4 separate regions of the Drosophila melanogaster genome follow, and regions 1, 3 and 4 are each linked to region 2. The links are chromatin contacts, called in public Hi-C and targeted proximity ligation maps. All regions are on one chromosome and are shown on one strand. The core of a region is the stretch at or near the end of the contact, and the rest is flanking DNA. Distances in the headings are between cores, read along the strand shown.

What was found. A called contact is a pair of places that touch in the nucleus more often than the background predicts.
Region 1: a contact with region 2 is called in a targeted proximity ligation map of the Kc167 cell line, with 4 times the contacts expected there. A contact is called at or near these places in 2 of 107 Hi-C or Micro-C datasets (both in the Kc167 cell line) and 2 of 7 datasets of targeted methods (both in the Kc167 cell line).
Region 3: a targeted proximity ligation map of the Kc167 cell line shows a contact between it and region 2, with 7 times the contacts expected there. A contact is called at or near these places in 2 of 107 Hi-C or Micro-C datasets (both in the S2 cell line) and 1 of 7 datasets of targeted methods (the Kc167 cell line).
Region 4: a Hi-C map of the Kc167 cell line shows a contact between it and region 2, with 2.9 times the contacts expected there. A contact is called at or near these places in 1 of 107 Hi-C or Micro-C datasets (the Kc167 cell line) and 1 of 7 datasets of targeted methods (the Kc167 cell line).

The regions. Positions count from the first base shown.
Region 1 is chr2L:22,577,654-22,580,353 of dm6, reverse strand. It overlaps Slmap (Sarcolemma associated protein), which reads right to left and starts at 1,282. Exons shown (of 4, transcript NM_001042934.2): 1 at 1,102-1,282; 2 at 1-533. The coding sequence starts at 513.
Region 2 is chr2L:22,246,480-22,249,179 of dm6, reverse strand. RpL21 (Ribosomal protein L21) reads left to right here and starts at 1,305. Exons shown (of 2, transcript NM_001299204.1): 1 at 1,305-1,384; 2 at 1,459-2,034. The coding sequence starts at 1,475. The coding sequence ends at 1,954. Nubpl (NUBP iron-sulfur cluster assembly factor, mitochondrial) reads right to left here. Exons shown (of 2, transcript NM_001273759.1): 2 at 2,192-2,700.
Region 3 is chr2L:22,548,847-22,551,658 of dm6, reverse strand. It overlaps CG17493, which reads right to left and starts at 1,419. Exons shown (of 2, transcript NM_001273764.1): 1 at 1,171-1,419; 2 at 1-1,111. The coding sequence starts at 1,100. The coding sequence ends at 552.
Region 4 is chr2L:22,754,949-22,757,648 of dm6, reverse strand. CG40006 reads left to right here and starts at 1,300. Exons shown (of 10, transcript NM_001042936.1): 1 at 1,300-1,792. The coding sequence starts at 1,525.

The DNA.
Region 1 (2,700 bases), core at 33-2,532, 330 kb before region 2:
TTGTAAAGCACTATTGTTTAGTACTCCTAGTGGGCTAAACAGACTGCAGGCAGTAGTTACTCGAACTCCAACCCCGGTGTTATTTGCATTCAGCACAGAGTTCATGGCCATATTCATAGCATGCTGGGAAACTTCAGCCGGACGTCGGTCAATACATACTGTGTTGGAATCACAAAGTTCCATATTATTATTTTCCTGGTTCTTCGTGGACGCCTCGTTGTTACTATCAGCCATATCTTCTTTTATGTCCATTATATGAAAGAAATTGTCCTGCTCCAAATTTTTTTCAGTTTCCATGTTTAAAGCGTATTGCGCCTCCTCTGGCTTCACAGCAGGTTCTTCCCCGGATGGATATCTGGTCGTCTGAGGTAATTCCGTGGCCGTGTCGGTTGTGCCAGTTCTGTTTAATGCCGTTGATCCGACTGCTCCTGATGCTGGCGTCGGCGATAATGAACTTGACGTCTGGTCTTCATCAACATTATTTTTTAACCACTCATTGCACACCAAGACCATTACTTTACATCCAAACAAACCTTTGGGGATACGAGAACAAAAGCGGATTAACAAGTTAGTAATTAGTAATACACGAGTGGCTGCTGTTTGACAAATCCGACTAGCCGAAACATTGACAATGAATCCAAATTTTAAAGGCCTGCTTTAATTTAATGTAACTATAAAATTTGTCTTTTCCCGATGAAAATTTGAAAAGGTTTCCGACCACATAAGATATACACACATATGTAAATGCATACATACATACATACATACATACAGAATGAATTTGCATTTGATACAAAAATATGTACGTTCAATAGCAATGTTTTCAAGAATTATTGTAAACAAAAAACTATGCCATTAGTTGGTCATTCTTATGAATTAAGCAATTTTCGAGTTAAGGATGTGCCGATTAATTACGACAACTTAAACCAGGCATTAAAAATGTTTGGAACGGTTGGAAATTGTTTACTTTTTTGATTTAAAAATAAATTATATGGTACGGGGAGGACCGCTTAAGTTCAAGAACATTAAATTCGCAATAATATAAATGTTTGATATTGCGCAACGTTTTTACCTTTATTTTACAATGCACGCTTGGCTTACCTTGGAATTTTGTAATTTTCCTGTATTAATTGTTGCAACCTTCTACCCGTGTTTTTTAGTTTTCTTTAACTTTGAACAATTGTTGTACAAAAACACCTGGTTTCGCGGTAAATTTGTGTGCATACTTAAAATATTTCCGTCAAAATAGCGACAATCAACTGGTGATGAACACGGAACGATGAAAAAAGCGCTAAGCATTATTGTATATAATAATATACAATATACCAGTTTATATACCATATACCAGTTTCTATGTTGACATGCAACGATAGAACCATTCCATTCTGCAATTTCATTTCCAATAAATACAAACAATAATTTTCTAAAATTTTTATAAGAAATAAGATTTAAGAATTTTAAAATGTTTTAGAGCAATGTCGTATGCTAGAAAGGTTAAGAGTATGTTTGTAGTCGGCATACAAATGTTCTGCAATTACATTTCCAATAAAAAGAAACAAATAATTTTCTAAAATTGTTATAATAAGAAAGGAGATTTCGGAATTTTAAAATGTTTTAGAGCAATGTCGTATGCTAGAAAGGTTAAGGGTATGTTTGTAGTCGGCATAAAAATGTGTTTCCGAACCTTAAAGTATAGTGTACTCCTGATCATAAACACTATTCGATCAGGTCCGGTCTGTCTGACTGAAGGCTGTGATCTCGCAAACTACAAAATAGAGCTGGAAGAAACATCGGAGATAGCGCTACATAGATATTTAAAAAAAAATCGGAAACATCGAAATTTTCGGACATCGATGTTAGATTTTTCTGTTTTACCCATCACCATTTGCAGGGAAAGATCTTGCTAAGCTAATCGGCTAATGGCAAGACAGACAAATGTATTAAGTGGGGCAAGACACCAAACAAGTGCGAATAATACTAACTTGTCTTGCCACGTAATGAGGATACATATTAATTTAACAGTCAGTGAATTGCCACAAAGGCAACAGCAGTCAATTCTGTCATTTATTGACAAAATAATGAAACGTTGACGAATCGAAAACAAGTGCTCTACGCTACTACATTGGCTCAGACTTGCGCGGATTCGGATTTCGACGAAACAACTTATTTTTCTGAAAACATTGCAAACTTAATCCGCACAGTAATTGATGAACGCCCATATAGTTTGAAACAATAGAAATAGGTTATAGAAAATAAAATATATATGTATAGAAAATCCAGTTGGAATGGCGCGTTTTACCTGCTGAAACGATTTTTGATTACAAAGGTTGCTATCGCAACTGTTCTACTGAACCAAAGTCTCTAGAATAATAAAGAATTATTGTAGTGTCTTTGACTGAACACTCTCAAAGGGTTGGTTATTGCCGTAAATATCGAATAAAATATTCATTTTCGAGGATTTGAAGGCAATACTTTAACCTTTAGAGCATGCAACGGTTAAAGTTTACAAATTGTTCAAAATTGTGGGCGTGACCGGGTTGACGGCTTTTGGTCGTTAGAGTAGGCGTGTAAAAAGTTTTTGGCATATCGATATAAATTTTAGCGACTAATAGAATTATGAAAAAAATATCGAAAAAAGGTTTAAAAATGTGTGTTTTGCGCGGCATTTTTGGGAGGTTTTAGGGCGTTAGAGTGGGGCTG
Region 2 (2,700 bases), core at 56-2,555:
TTTAGAGAACATCGGAAAACTTCGATGTTACATCCACGATTTTTGTGAAAAACATCGATGTTTCGCGCTGAAACTACTACAATCTTTGAAATTAGATTCCAGAAAAAAAAAAAACAATTTATCCTATGACGATGAATTATGCGGATCTCGCCTATATAGATTCATATATTTCTTATTAAACTATTTCATTACGCTAAGAAATGAACAGTGTGGCATGTACATATATGCTGTTAAATATTTATATGAGTGGCTTTTATAAAATTAATTATTAATTATTATTCGGTTTTTTTTTTACGATTTTTTCGATATGTAAAGCGGACACACGAAATGAAAAGTAAATGCCTTTTTTCATATTAAAACAGAACTTATTTACTCAAGAGAAGAAATAGTTTACTCAGTGGTCTATTGATGCTTATTGCACATCATAACAAGATCATTCTGCCACTAATTTATTTAATAAAATTTTTATTGCTGACGCCACTTCAGATTTGACTAACAAAATTTTGATGTCGGCAACAAAAGTTTGGATTTGTCAAGGGGTCAAACATTGTTGGTGAAACGAAACAGGCATATAAAATATATAGAAGGAATTCATTAATTTATTTAAAGGAGAGCCAATAGTGTTGTTTGTAAATAATTCTATTTGATTTAATTACTTAAGTGGTCAAAGTGCCACAAAAAAGAAATTGCGGACATCGTAATTAAAACTATGAAATATGTGGCAGCTATGTTGTCTGGAACAGCTTAAACAGCTGTTTACCGCTGAATGCATATTGCGATATCCAAACTATAGAACAAATTTTCCAAAAGCAGAGCACCTAAAAAAGAAATCAAAAGATTTTGGCTAAATCGAATTCGAAAAAAATTACGATTATCAGATCATGAATGACTTTTCTTAAAAGGGAGCAAATTAATACTGAGTAAGTCCCACGGTAGTAAAGACTTAGGCAGAACGGTTCCTGAAAATTAAAATTATTAAATGGGGCAGGACTTTATCTTCCTTAAGGTTATATGTATCTTCAAAATTGTATCAACAAATTCGCTTAAATCACAAATTATTCCCATAGCGCATATTAACGTCTTGGAGTTGAACACTTCTCTCAGCGATTATTTGTATCTAGACATTTGTATGTAGTGCAATTTTATATATAATGTTTTTATATAATGTAAATATATGTATTACATAAATATTGCATTAAATCCTTATTAATACCAAATATTCAGACTTGGGACTATTTTGCTTCTCTTAAAAGATTAAGCTTATTGTGTAACTTAGTGTGGACGGTACATAATATTTAGTTTCTAAACTCTTAATTGCTATCAGTGGCAACGCTATTCAAGTAGCCATCTTTCTTTCTTTTCTCAACTATACGACCGCGTGGACGTAAGTTCAACGAGTTTTGTTGAATATTTCTTCATTATGACTTGAAAAAGATCTAATAAGCCTCTTTTTTATAGGGGATTATAAATAAAAATGACCAACTCAAAGGGCTATCGTCGCGGCACACGGGACATGTTTTCCCGTCCCTTCCGAAAGCATGGAGTTATTCCGTTGTCCACATACATGCGGGTTTTCAAGATCGGCGACATCGTTGACATTAAGGGACATGGTGCTGTACAGAAGGGTTTGCCCTATAAGGCATATCATGGCAAAACCGGGCGCATATTCAATGTGACTCAGCACGCCGTTGGTGTAATAGTAAACAAACGCGTAAGAGGCAAAATCCTTGCTAAGCGGGTCAATGTGCGCATTGAGCACATCCACCACTCCAAGTGCCGCGAAGATTTTTTGCGCCGCGTAAAGGAAAATGAGCGATTGCTGAAGGAGGCGAAGGAAAAGGGACAATGGGTCAGTCTGAAGCGCCAGCCGGAACAGCCGAAGAAGGCGCACTTTGTTAAGAAACTTGAAGAACCGATTGCTCTGGCCCCGATTCCATACGAATTCATTGCCTAAAGGCATTTTACTGCTCGGAAATTGTACGGAATGAAATAATATTTGATATAATTTCAGTAAACAAAAAAAATGTGCCCAATATAAACAGACTTTGTAATTTTCATTTTGCAATAAGGTCGGCGTCCAACTAAAGTTTTGATCAGCGACAACGTCTGCTTATTATTGAAAGGTTTTTATGTTCAAAGTCATTTGATACTAATTACCTACCATTTTGAGTAAAATGTTCTCGACTTGTTTATTTATAAACATTTATTCACTCAAACCACAGTAGCTCACAGATTGTTTCTCGCAGTTGCGAAATTGCTGCTAGACTAAGAAAGATAAAATCAAATCCGTCCTCAAGGCTACGGCGAATATTTGATTACATTTATGTCTGCGGACAGTGCTGGAGTAATATATACGTGAGGGCATTTCCAGACGAGCCAAGTCTTGACAATTGCTGCTGTGGTTTGGCCTTTTCTACATTTTGCATCAGGCTTGTGGCCTTTCAGTGCCACATACGCCAACCATATCGTGATCTCCGTCATGCTCTCCCATAGGTTGTTTTGAAGCTCTGAAGTTGATCGACATCCATCAAAACTAAAATTGTTTAATTTGTGTGCGTTAGCAAAAACAACGTCGTCTCAGATCGGAATTGAAAGATCAGCTGTATTTAATTGGTTTATGAAAGAATTTTTTCGTAATACTCCACCATTAAAATGTATCTGGACTACTTTCGTCCTCGATCCTGGTGTTAATTTTGGAGC
Region 3 (2,812 bases), core at 170-2,669, 300 kb before region 2:
TTTTAGCTTCATTGTTTAATTAAAAATAAAAATTTGGTTCTAGTTTTTAAATAGTATGCTCAACTAATATATAAACACTAGCAAGGCATTGTAACATTTCTGATATAAGCATTGCAATTTACTTGTGGACGATGTGATATTGTACCTTCTTATCTAAAAATTGTATGAATTTATTTACCTTGCTTAGATTTAGACAATAAGCTGTAAAAAGTAGCGTTGTGACCTAATTCAAGTAACATATACCAATAATTAGTTCCCTTACATTTTGTTTTAAATTTTACTATTCACCATCATGAAATTTGATATTATAAATGTTTGCAGTTGATGTTACTACGCCCTTTTATCGCAAATCGGGAAAAAGTATTTTTGTTTAAAATTCAAAACGAGCTGAACAATTATTTCTTGATGTAATACTCATACGTAAAACTTTAAAATATCTAAAACTTACATTTATAATTGATGACTTAAAACGGCAAATTATTTTGAGAATGTTTCATTAAGTGCACCAGGAACGCACGAAGTGTTTTAAAATGAAGATTAAGCGCTGCTCTTTAATACAAACTAGTCTTCTTCATGATTCGCAGAAATTCTTCTTGATTTACCTCCCCGTCATTGTCCAAATCGGCTTCGTCTATCATCTCTCGCAGTTCCTCGTCAGTAAGTGTTTCACCAAGTTCACGAGCCACCCTCTTTAGATTTCTGAATGAAATTTTTCCAGTGTCATCATCATCAAAAAGCCGAAAAGCCTTAAGAATCTCTTCCTTAGTGTCCTTTTCGGCCATCTTTATAGTCATCAGTTGCAGAAAGACGTTAAACGCAATGCGCCCACTGCAGTCCTTGTCAATGTCGGAAATCATCCTCTTAATCTCCTCCTTTTTTGGCTCGAATCCCAGAGCCCTAATGGCCACCTTAAGTTCCTTTACCTCAATGTAACCCGTGCCTTCGTTGTCAAATAGATCAAAGGCCTCCTTAATGTCGCATTTTTGGGCCTCAGACAGTTCGAACTTGGGGCCAGACTTCTTGCGACCTTGTTGCGTACCCCTTTTGGCAGGAACTGTAGCAGGGTTGGCGTTGCCAGCCGCAGTTGAGTTTTGCTCCATTAATCGATTGGCTTAAATTGGGATTAACGTTTATAATTTTGTGCATGCCTCAGTTATATTTGAAACTCACGTAATTTCAGATGTTGGTATAAGTTCTTGATATACGTCGCATAGACTATACGAGTGAGGGTTGATTTGTCGGATGCTCCTATTTTTGTTATAATATATATAAACATGAAGAGCTCTACACAGCCCACCCTATTCCTAGCGCAACACACAAGTTTACGGTTCACGATTACAAGAAAGCCATATCTTTCGTTTGTGAAACAGCTCAAATAAAGCCGACTAGAATGCCAGAAAAACACAATGTTTAAGGCCTGTTCACACTTGTGAAACATCTACACATATATTTGCACAAAAGCAAAGTAAAAGCAGTAAAGACACTTAAAATTGAGTACAATTATGAACCAGCAATCTATCGTACTAGCAAAGACACTAGAATAACAAGATGCGTAACGCCATACGATTTTTTGGCACACAATTTTTTGGCCGTGGCTCTAGAGGTGGCTCCAGGCTCTCTCGAATTTTTGTTAGAGAGCGAGAGAGCGAAGAGCGCTACAGCGAACCGCTCTTTTCTACGCATACAGTGATAGCAGACAACTTTATGTGTGCACACGTATGCTCATGCATTGTAAATTTGACAAAATATGCCCTTCACCATCAAAGTTCTTTGACTTTAAATCTATATTATTTTTGATCAATTGGCACCATGCGAAAAATTCTTGTTTTGCATTGCCTTAACGTTATTATTATTTGAAAATAGAATAGAAATAGCCAAATCTATGTACATATTATCACAAAAAAAATTTTCAAAAATGACTTTATGTAAGAATATTTGTCATTAGAGTATTCATCTTGAGGCGTGTGAAAAATTAATAAGGCAATGATTGTTGAGTGCTTGTGTCCGCACTTCGTGCCTCAAGATATGAACAAAGCAAAGACACTAGAATAATTCTAGTTATTATATTTTAATGAAATTTATGAAATTACAGTAGTTATAATAATTTCTATTGTTTTTCCTTTAATTAATTAGTATATTTATTAAGTCATTTGACTTAAAATGATGTAATATTAACATTAAAAGTGTTTCAAAAAAAAATTTTGCTTTTAAAAAATTGTCAGATGAGAGACAAATTAGAATTGAACATAAATATAAATGTGTAAACGGTAGCTAATTCGAGCGGCGATTTTAACAAACGAATTTAAAAAGCTTTAAAATTAAAAAATTTTAAAATTAAAATTAAAATTTTAAAATTATAATAAGAAGGGCGCGAATTTTTAAAAATTATTTTATTTCATCATATTGCTACGAAATTGGCAAAAAACTACCCTAATATGTACAATGTAAATTCATTTCTTTGATCAGAATTAATTTCGGCCCGAAAATCGTCTTCTAGCACAACACGCACACATATACGCGTTCTCGTCTCTTGTTTTTACTCACACAAGCAAGCAAATTCTATTTTTAGATTTCTTATGTTCTCAGCGTGAGCGAGCGGAAAGAGAGCAATTTTGGCCGTCACCAAAAAAGTGGCTGCATAGTGCCAAACCAATGTATGGCCGTTACGCATCTTGTTATTCTAGTGTCTTTGGTACTAGTGTAGCAAACAGCTGTGCGAAACGAATAGTTCGTTTTTGAATGAAGCACCGTGCAAGCAAAGACTCTAGTGTCTTTGGTGGAAGCCTCAAATGAATATTTATTTTTATTTCTT
Region 4 (2,700 bases), core at 51-2,550, 510 kb before region 2:
TTTCTCATCTTATTCCATAATATACATATACCGATATCCCCCAGGCAAATGATGAAATTATGCGTTCGCATTTCCACTTGGCGAGTAACGGGTAATTTTTATCGATATGCCAAAAGCATTTTGGCCACGCCCATTTAATAAGTTTTTTATATATATCCAGTAGCTGTAGCGTTGTATATCGTTTCAAAAATATTCCTCCTCTTTAGTTTTTAATACATTTTTTTTTGTAAATTAATCCCTAAGAATTTTTTAGTTTTTACGTTTTATGGGAACCATAAAGAATTATTTTTTCTTAGTAATTAATGAGTTGACATCATGGTAATATTTTGATGCGATACTCATTTAGTAAAATAGTAAGTTTTATAAATTATAAGTATTTACATAACAGCAATATTCATCATTTCGACCGCATAAGGTACATATTTATTATAAGTATGTTCTCGTCGGGTTTAAAAGCAAAGCTACATATAATAATGCACATTGAATTCGTGTAATTAAATTTGAATATCGGTAACTGTATACAAAAATAAAAGAGAATTGGAAATGTGCATGCAGACTATAATCTATCCCCTACGTAACTCAATTAAAATTCCAAATATGCCTGTGTCCATCGTAACTCTATATTTAACGATTTTTTTTAACTAAAAATTGTTGTATCTGTAAATACGAATTGATATACATAAAATGTTAGGTAGATTAAGTATTATAATACTAAACACTGATGACAGTATCAGGCTTGTAAATACGCCTGATGTTATGAAATGTAAATATATAAATAAATTTTCATCCATGCAACGAAATTTTTTAACTGATATCAACTGGTGGCAAACTTCGTTATCACAGTACCGATATTTAATTTTTTAGGCGCTCGACTTCTGTTAATGTGATTAAATCTTAACTTAAGCCTCATTTTTTTGTGAGTGTACATAATTACTATCCTACACGACACGAATGGACAAAGAGTAATTTAGGGTATTTATAATTTCACAAATAAACTTACAGAACAATATAATATAAATTCTTAGCAAAACCCAGCTGATATCGTACTTTTCCAACGACATGCCAAGCAGTGAACTTCCAACAAAGCCTTAAACTGGTTTTGCTTTAAGATAACTATTGAATTTTGGCTTATGCCTAGATCAGAAGACCGGCAGAAAACAATGCAACAGCTGAGCGCCGATCCGCGCGACCCTAGACTGTTAGTGCGGGCGCTCTCTGTCTGATCCTCTCCTTTTGTCGCTCTTTCTGATTGCGCTCTTTTGATGATAATACTGAACATTTAATGTCGCCCGTGCTTTCATTCATAAGCGGGCAATGCTTGCGAACGGGCGACAACGCGATACGGGATAAAGATACCTTGATAAAGAAATTGTACTCGTATGTACAAGAAGCTGCAGCAGCAAAGGCTTACAAAAGTTTTTAAGTGCCGTGGCAGAAGAGAAAATCTAAAATCTAAAGTGACCAATATTTTAAACAAAAAAACTAAACTCTATATATGATTTGAAAAAAAAAAAAACAGCCAATATGAAGGAGTTTAGCAAAATGTTTGCGCGACGATATAGTTCAGTATCAAGAGACGTAGAGGCCAGCAATCAGCGGCAGTCAGCAGTGACCCCTGGATCTGGGTTGAGCACAGACGCAGATCCTGCGGTGTCTTGTGCCGCTCAGGTAGCACTGCAACGAATCCAGCGCCGCAAAAGTCTCAAGGCAAATCGTTCAATGAATCCGATAGACATACTAAGCAGCTTTTTCAACGAGCCAATCCAAGGCAAACGGAATCGAGTTCCTACCCGTGAGTTTTTGATGAATAAAGAGAATTATGCTTTCTCGATTAAATTTACACATTTTCGTTATATCGTTCGCATTTGGGGGACAACAAAAACCTGATAAAGAGTCATTAAAGTTGTTTAGCATAGCACTCTATGCTTGTTTTTGCATTGATTGTTAAATACCAAAAGCGAATAAAATTAAAAGCAATGCCGACAATGGCATAGTTTGGATTTCTGATTTCGCTGACTATCTTGTCAAACCACAAAATAGCGTGAACAAATTACATATATCAATTACTTACGGATTCCGTTCGACCCTGAACTTGACCATAAAGCAAACCCAAACAACCAGAAACTGAAACATTTAAAACATGTTACTTTCCTTATATGAGTCGTGAGACAAGTGCGATTGCTTGACTTACTGTTGCATAGTATGTTGAAGAGGGCGACAATGATCGAAGGTGACCTTAAATTGCACCGACGACCTTGCTTATATAAGCAAAACGAAAGTTTTTGTGAAAAAATTTAAGGGGATATTGATCGATAACCATACAGGTTATTAAATATTAATAAATTATTTAAAATTCATAATTAAATTCAATCTAACAATTTTAAAAGGTGTGTATTTCACCTTGCTAAGATTTTTTAGAATAGTAATTTGGTTTAAATTATATTAAATTTTATATTTATATAAAAACATTGTACGCGGTTCCTAAAAAACTTTATGTAAAAATGTTTGGCATTTGATTTCATCACATTATATTCCCTGAATCATTAAAAACGAGATCAACCAAATATAATGAAATCGGGATTTCAATTCGTCTAGTATTACAACGCCCTATTTTTAATTAATTTTTTAGCACTTGGATGTGAAAAAGTTTTTTAAATTATTTAAAAATTTATTTGACCTGTAATTACCTTTTGATTTGGT